2 separate regions of the Mus musculus genome follow, and region 1 is linked to region 2. Evidence: chromatin contacts called from public HiChIP or PLAC-seq data. All regions are on one chromosome and are shown on one strand. The core of a region is the stretch at or near the end of the contact, and the rest is flanking DNA. Distances in the headings are between cores, read along the strand shown. Region 1 overlaps Ryr3 (ryanodine receptor 3). Region 2 overlaps Aven (apoptosis, caspase activation inhibitor).

Region 1 (2,700 bases), core at 194-2,693, 180 kb before region 2:
TACGGTGGTAGTCCTCTGAGGGGCAGGGGTTGAGGTACACACTTTGTAAAGCTGTCTGGGAGTCAGTAACTTGGGGTAAGTCTCATTTACATCTCTCCTGTTCTTCTAAGAAAGTTCCCCGTTAAATTGTGCACTGACCAGCCATACTTCCCTGTACCCTATGCTGCATTTTAAAGGTGATCCACAGGAATAAAATTTCCCATCTTTCCACAGAGGGACACTGATGAAGAAGTCAAGGAACATCTTCGGAATAACCTGCACCTGCAGGAGAAGGTGATGCTTCATCTCTCACAGGCTGTCCTGCTAGCTGGAGGACCTGTCCTCCCGCTTAGTTTACTTTGTATATCTGACTGTTAAGATACAGTCTTACTATGGAGCCTAGGCTAGCCTCAATATTGAGACCCTCTTACCTCAGCCTCCCAAGTGCTAAGATTATAGATGTATGCCACATCACATGTCACTCAAGTTTTAAAGTTCTGTATTCTTAAAGCTGTTTCATTGCTACAAATGGGAGGCAAGGGTATGAGGAGCAGGAGTTTAAGGCCAGGGTTGGTTATCATAGCAAGTGTGAGCACAGCCTGGGCTACAGAAAGCCCTGTCTCAAAACACACACACACACACACACACACACACACACACACACACACACACACACACACAGAGAGAGAGAGAGAGAGAGAGAAACAGAGAGAGAAACAGAGAGAGAAACAGAGAAAGGCTAAGCTTTACAGCCATGTCTTTAATTTTAGTTTTTTCCTTTACTATTGCAAAGAGGCCAAGGATAAGTATGTGTTACACTTTCTAATGAACAGCAGGCCATCTCAGGGGGTGTTCGGATTAAGTCTCTGAATCTATTGACTGCAATGTTTGTGGAACAGAGAAAGAGGCTCCTGGGTGGACATTTTAGCACCTGCTACTCTGGAAAGCTTTTGAAAGAAAATAAGTTTGTGTCTTGGGAGAAAAAAAAAAGTAAATAAATAAATAAATTTAAAAGATAGAGGGAATTTAAAGGCAACTTGAGATTTCTCCAGTTCTGCAATTCTGAACAGCTCTGTTTGGGGACATTATACCCTAAGAGAATGAGGAAAAACAAAAATACTGATTCTTTCTTCTAAAAATGTGTAACAATGGAAGATAAAATACTCTAGGAAAAACAAATGACAAAAAAAAATCATAACTGCCAAAAATTAAGAAGTTCTAAATCTTGACAGTGGGGATCTAACAGGGAGCTCACCAGAGACCACTCAGACACAGTGTATTGTCAATTGAAAGTCTTTATTTCAGCCAGCTGGGACCACACCCAAGTGTTCGAAGACCTTGGGGTAGCTCCAAGAGCTCAGAACACAGGGTTCTGAAAAGCAAAAGCCCTGTCCTGACATCTGTCTCAGCAGCTGCAGGGAGCTTTGCAAAAGCAGGCAGTTTGAAGCAAGGAGTGAAGCTAAGATAAGTGGTTAGCTGCAGGGGGTTCCTCACAAACAGGAAGTTCAACAGAAGCTAAGAAGTTAGCTAGGACATCTTGACCTTTGTTGGAAAATACCAAAAATACCAGTTAAGAGTCACAAGGAAGTGCAAAGTCACAAGTGTCAGGTTATCTCTCAAGACAGTTTCTAAGAGCCCCTAACAATCTAAGAGCCCCTAGCAATAGCACCTTTGCATAGTGGGTTCCAGCAATGGTCAGGGTGGGTCAGGGTGACTTTCTTTGAATGAACACTCTTTGAACCCAGGAAGCGGGTGGGTGGAGGAAGGAATGTTGCTATCTGTTTTATGATTAGCATACCTTGGAGCATTGAGTTTACTACTCTTTCAATAGCATAGGATTGTACAAATACATACTCTCGAAATTTAAACCTTAATATGTAGGCATAAGATACAAGGTAGGCATACCTGAACACAGAATCGAGAAACTGGAAGATTGTTTTACAGAAATCATCCAAAATGTAGCACAAAGTGGTAAAGGCATGGGGAACATGAAGCTCATGTCTTGCATCTATATGTTGTAGGCTTAAGAAAGAAGGAGAGGGACAGAAGAGATGGCTCAGCAGTTAAGAGCACCTGATGCTCTTCCAGAGGACACAAGTTCAATTCCCAGCACCCACATTACACAGTTCCAACTCCAAGGAATCTGGCCCCCTCTGGCATCCACAAGCACCGAAAGCTCCAGAGTTAGGCACACATATACATAAATAATAGCATATATATATATTTGAAAGAAAGGAGAGGAAGGGAGAAAGGAAAGTATAATAAAAACGAGTCTTAACATATGGAACCCTGGTAGAACTAAAAGTATTTCTTAGCACAAGAGGCACAGAAATTGCTCATCTCATGGATGTGCTTCAACTTTTAGTCTGATGACCCAGCTGTGAAATGGCAACTGAACCTCTACAAGGACGTTCTGAGGAATGACGAGCCTTCTAATCCAGAAAAGACGGTGGAGCGGGTGCAGAGCATTTCGGCAGCTCTCTTCCACCTTGAGCAGGTATGCTCTGCTCTGAGTGTTTGCTCTGAGGAGTGTGTAAGCAAGACTGCTCTGGAGGATAGAACCTTCTTCCCTGTCCTCCGCTCTCAGTTACAGGAGACCCCTTCAGGCAAAAGACAGCCATTGGAAGTTATCCCACACCCCCAAATGTTGCCTGGTGCCTAATACATCAGTCCCTTCAGCTTTCCCTTGTGTTTTTTATGACTTCTTAGTATGACTTCAAA
Region 2 (2,700 bases), core at 95-2,594:
TGTCAAAAGCCTTTTCCTCGCAATATAGCCCAGACTGGCCTGAAACTCACTATGTAGCCTGGCTCCAAAATGTAATCCTAAAGCAATTTGCTGTTGGGACACTTAAGCACGTTCAGCCACCAGCCAAGCCAGCTTCAGTCTTTCTGAAAGGCGGAAACAGTCTTGGAGGCTGTTGAGTCTGAGTTTAATAAGCTTACAGTCTCTACTGGCTCATGATGCCAGTGACCCACTCCAGCCTCAGGGATGCAACAAGCCTTAGACACGCGTCAAGACCTGAAATGACACCAAATCACCTCTCTCTGTCTGAGCATCAGAGTCAGACACTTCCTTTGTTAGAGTATAAGACTCTCTGCAATAGCTAGTATTGTTTACTACTCAAGACAGGGTTTAGTTACAAAGCAAAAAAAAAAAAGGTTAAAAATAATTATTTTTTTAAAAAATATATGCCTTCAAAGTTCTAGTGTGGTTATTAACAGCCCTCTCACTTTTTATTGACCAGACTAGGGATGGTAGCACAGGCCTATAGTCCCAAGTACTGGAAAAGCTGAGCAAGAGAACACTTGTGCCAGCTGGGCCACAAAGAGAGACTCTGTCTCACTTTTTTTAAGTGAATATAGACATAGACATCTGCCACATAAATATAGATAAGGAACACTTAAGGTCAGCTAACATTCAAAGAGATAAATATGCTACCAGTTTCATACTCAGCCTTGTAATCATATATAAACATGAGGGGAAAGGTATGTAAAAACATTACTCAACAGCACGCCCTCCTCTCTCCCTCTCCCCCTCCCTCCCTCCCTTCCCCCTCTGTATGTGTGTGTGTGTGTGTGTGTGTGTGTGTGTGTGAATGTGTGTGTGTCTATGTGTGTATGCATGTATAGTATGTATCTGTGTACACAAGTGTCTTTGCCTGTGTGTATGTCTGCAGAAGACATTGGGAATCTTTCTCCATTGCTTTCTGCCTTACTGACTTCAGACACTGTCTCAGTGAACCTGGAGCTCTGCTAGGCTGGCAGCCAACAAGCTCTAGCATTCCTCCTGTCTATGCCCCATCTACACAGGGCTGGGATTACAGCTGCAAGCTGCAGTGCCCAGTGTTGGGAATCTGAATGCAGGTCCTCATGCTTGTGCAGCAAGAGATCCTACTGAAGAGGTCAGCTCAGGGCACTTGGAAAATTCCACCTGACTCCTCCCCTCCGGGAAGAGAAAGGCCATGAAGCAGTTAGATACCCCTCCCACCCGCCCGGAAGGAGAGACTTAATTACATTCCTCAGACCACTGTGGGTTGGACCCACCAGCGAGTGGGGAGGCCCAGAGCTTGTAGACACATTCTGCAACCTTGACCTTGGCCACCTAGAGACAAGGGAAGTCCTTGCCACCTCATTCCCTAAAGACCAGTCAGTTTAAAAGTCACACTGAGCGGGGCGTGGTGGCGCATGCCTTTGATACAGGCACTTGGGAGGCAGAGGCAGGCGGATTTCTGAGTTCAAGGTCAGCCTGGTCTACAGAGTTCCAGGACAGCCAGGGCTACACAGAGAAACCCTGTCTCGATAAACAAAACAAAACAAAACAAAATAAAAACAAAACAAAAAAAAGTCACGCTGTTCTGCCAATCACATTGTGCCTAATGGCTGCTGCTCTGAAAACTGTAAAATACTCAACAAACAAGCCACTTCTCCTCCGGGTGTAGGATGACTCCAACAAATTGGAACAATAAATTCCTCTTGCTTTTTGCATTGATTCCCAGTTCAGCATGCTTCCTTCAGGGAGTCCCTGGCAAACTAAGACTTGCCAGAGTCCTACACTACCACTGAGACACCTCTTTTCAAATCATACCAGAAGCTCAGAGCAGTAGTCAAAAGAGTGGGCTCCAGTGTCAACAGACCCATGTGGAATCCAGGCTCACTGAACTGGAGATTAACTGTGAATAAGTAATTTAACCATAACCGTGAGTGACTTAGCTGTGCCTTGCTGTGCAAATCTCATAACTAAGTGTTCAATAAATGTTACTTACTATTATCTGATAGAAAAAGAAAAAAAAATTCAAAGACTACTAACAGGCCTCCTGTTAACCACTCGTCAAAATAAATGTTACAAAAAAGACCAAGTTTGCCTTTCACATCTTCATTCAGTACAAGATTAAAGTCTGTGCCCAGGTGTGGTGGCGGCAGCAGCACTCTCCTTGAATTTCAGCACTTGGGAAGTAGAGACAGGAGATCTCTCTGAGTTGAAGCGGCTTGCTTGACATAGTGAGTTTCAGGACAGCCAGGGCTACATAGTAAGATCCTGTCTCCAAAAGTCTCAGTGAGAGGAAACACAAAAGAAAGGCATGCAAACAGAAAATGAGGGGTTAAGTTACCCCTGCTGGAAAGTGACATTAGTTATGTATATTTTGTATATTATATAATTACTCATATAATTATACATATATGATGCATAATATATATATAAAACAATGCCACCAAAAAGCTTTAAAACTGATAAATTAAGAAAAGTTACAGAATACAAAATTAACTTGGTGAAAGTGAAGAATAAATCAAAAAACAATAGCAACAAAAAATTTAGATGAAATATATACAAATAAATTTAACCAAAGAAGTGATTCATATCGACAATGATAATTACAAAACATCAATGAAAGCACTTGGAGAAGACACTAAATTACAAGCTTTCACTCAGCCTTCCGGTGTTCATGGA

What was found. HiChIP or PLAC-seq counts read pairs in DNA pulled down with a chosen protein or histone mark.
Region 1: an H3K27ac HiChIP or PLAC-seq map of embryonic stem cells shows a contact between it and region 2, with 18 read pairs. The contact joins two enhancer-like sites. A contact is called at or near these places in 3 of 39 promoter capture datasets (embryonic stem cells, hippocampal neurons and liver), 2 of 484 Hi-C or Micro-C datasets (embryonic stem cells and uterus), 4 of 115 datasets of contacts at active chromatin or transcription factors (all in embryonic stem cells) and 1 of 9 other capture datasets (pancreatic islet).

The regions. Positions count from the first base shown.
Region 1 is chr2:112,675,609-112,678,308 of GRCm38.p6, reverse strand. It overlaps Ryr3 (ryanodine receptor 3), which reads left to right. Exons shown (of 104, transcript NM_001319156.1): 72 at 214-273; 73 at 2,345-2,476. Among named protein-coding and RNA genes, the nearest start is that of Gm22676, 180 kb to the right of the region's middle. Within about 2 kb of position 1,443, at least 43 of the 459 cell types and tissues checked have an H3K27ac peak or open chromatin away from gene starts, as enhancers often do. A contact at or near this core is called in embryonic stem cells, where this site is marked.
Region 2 is chr2:112,496,620-112,499,319 of GRCm38.p6, reverse strand. The region is part of intron 1 of Aven (apoptosis, caspase activation inhibitor); the gene reads right to left. It also overlaps a transcript of Chrm5 not described here. Among named protein-coding and RNA genes, the nearest start is that of Gm22676, 2.9 kb to the left of the region's middle. Within about 2 kb of position 1,344, at least 12 of the 459 cell types and tissues checked have an H3K27ac peak or open chromatin away from gene starts, as enhancers often do. A contact at or near this core is called in embryonic stem cells, where this site is marked.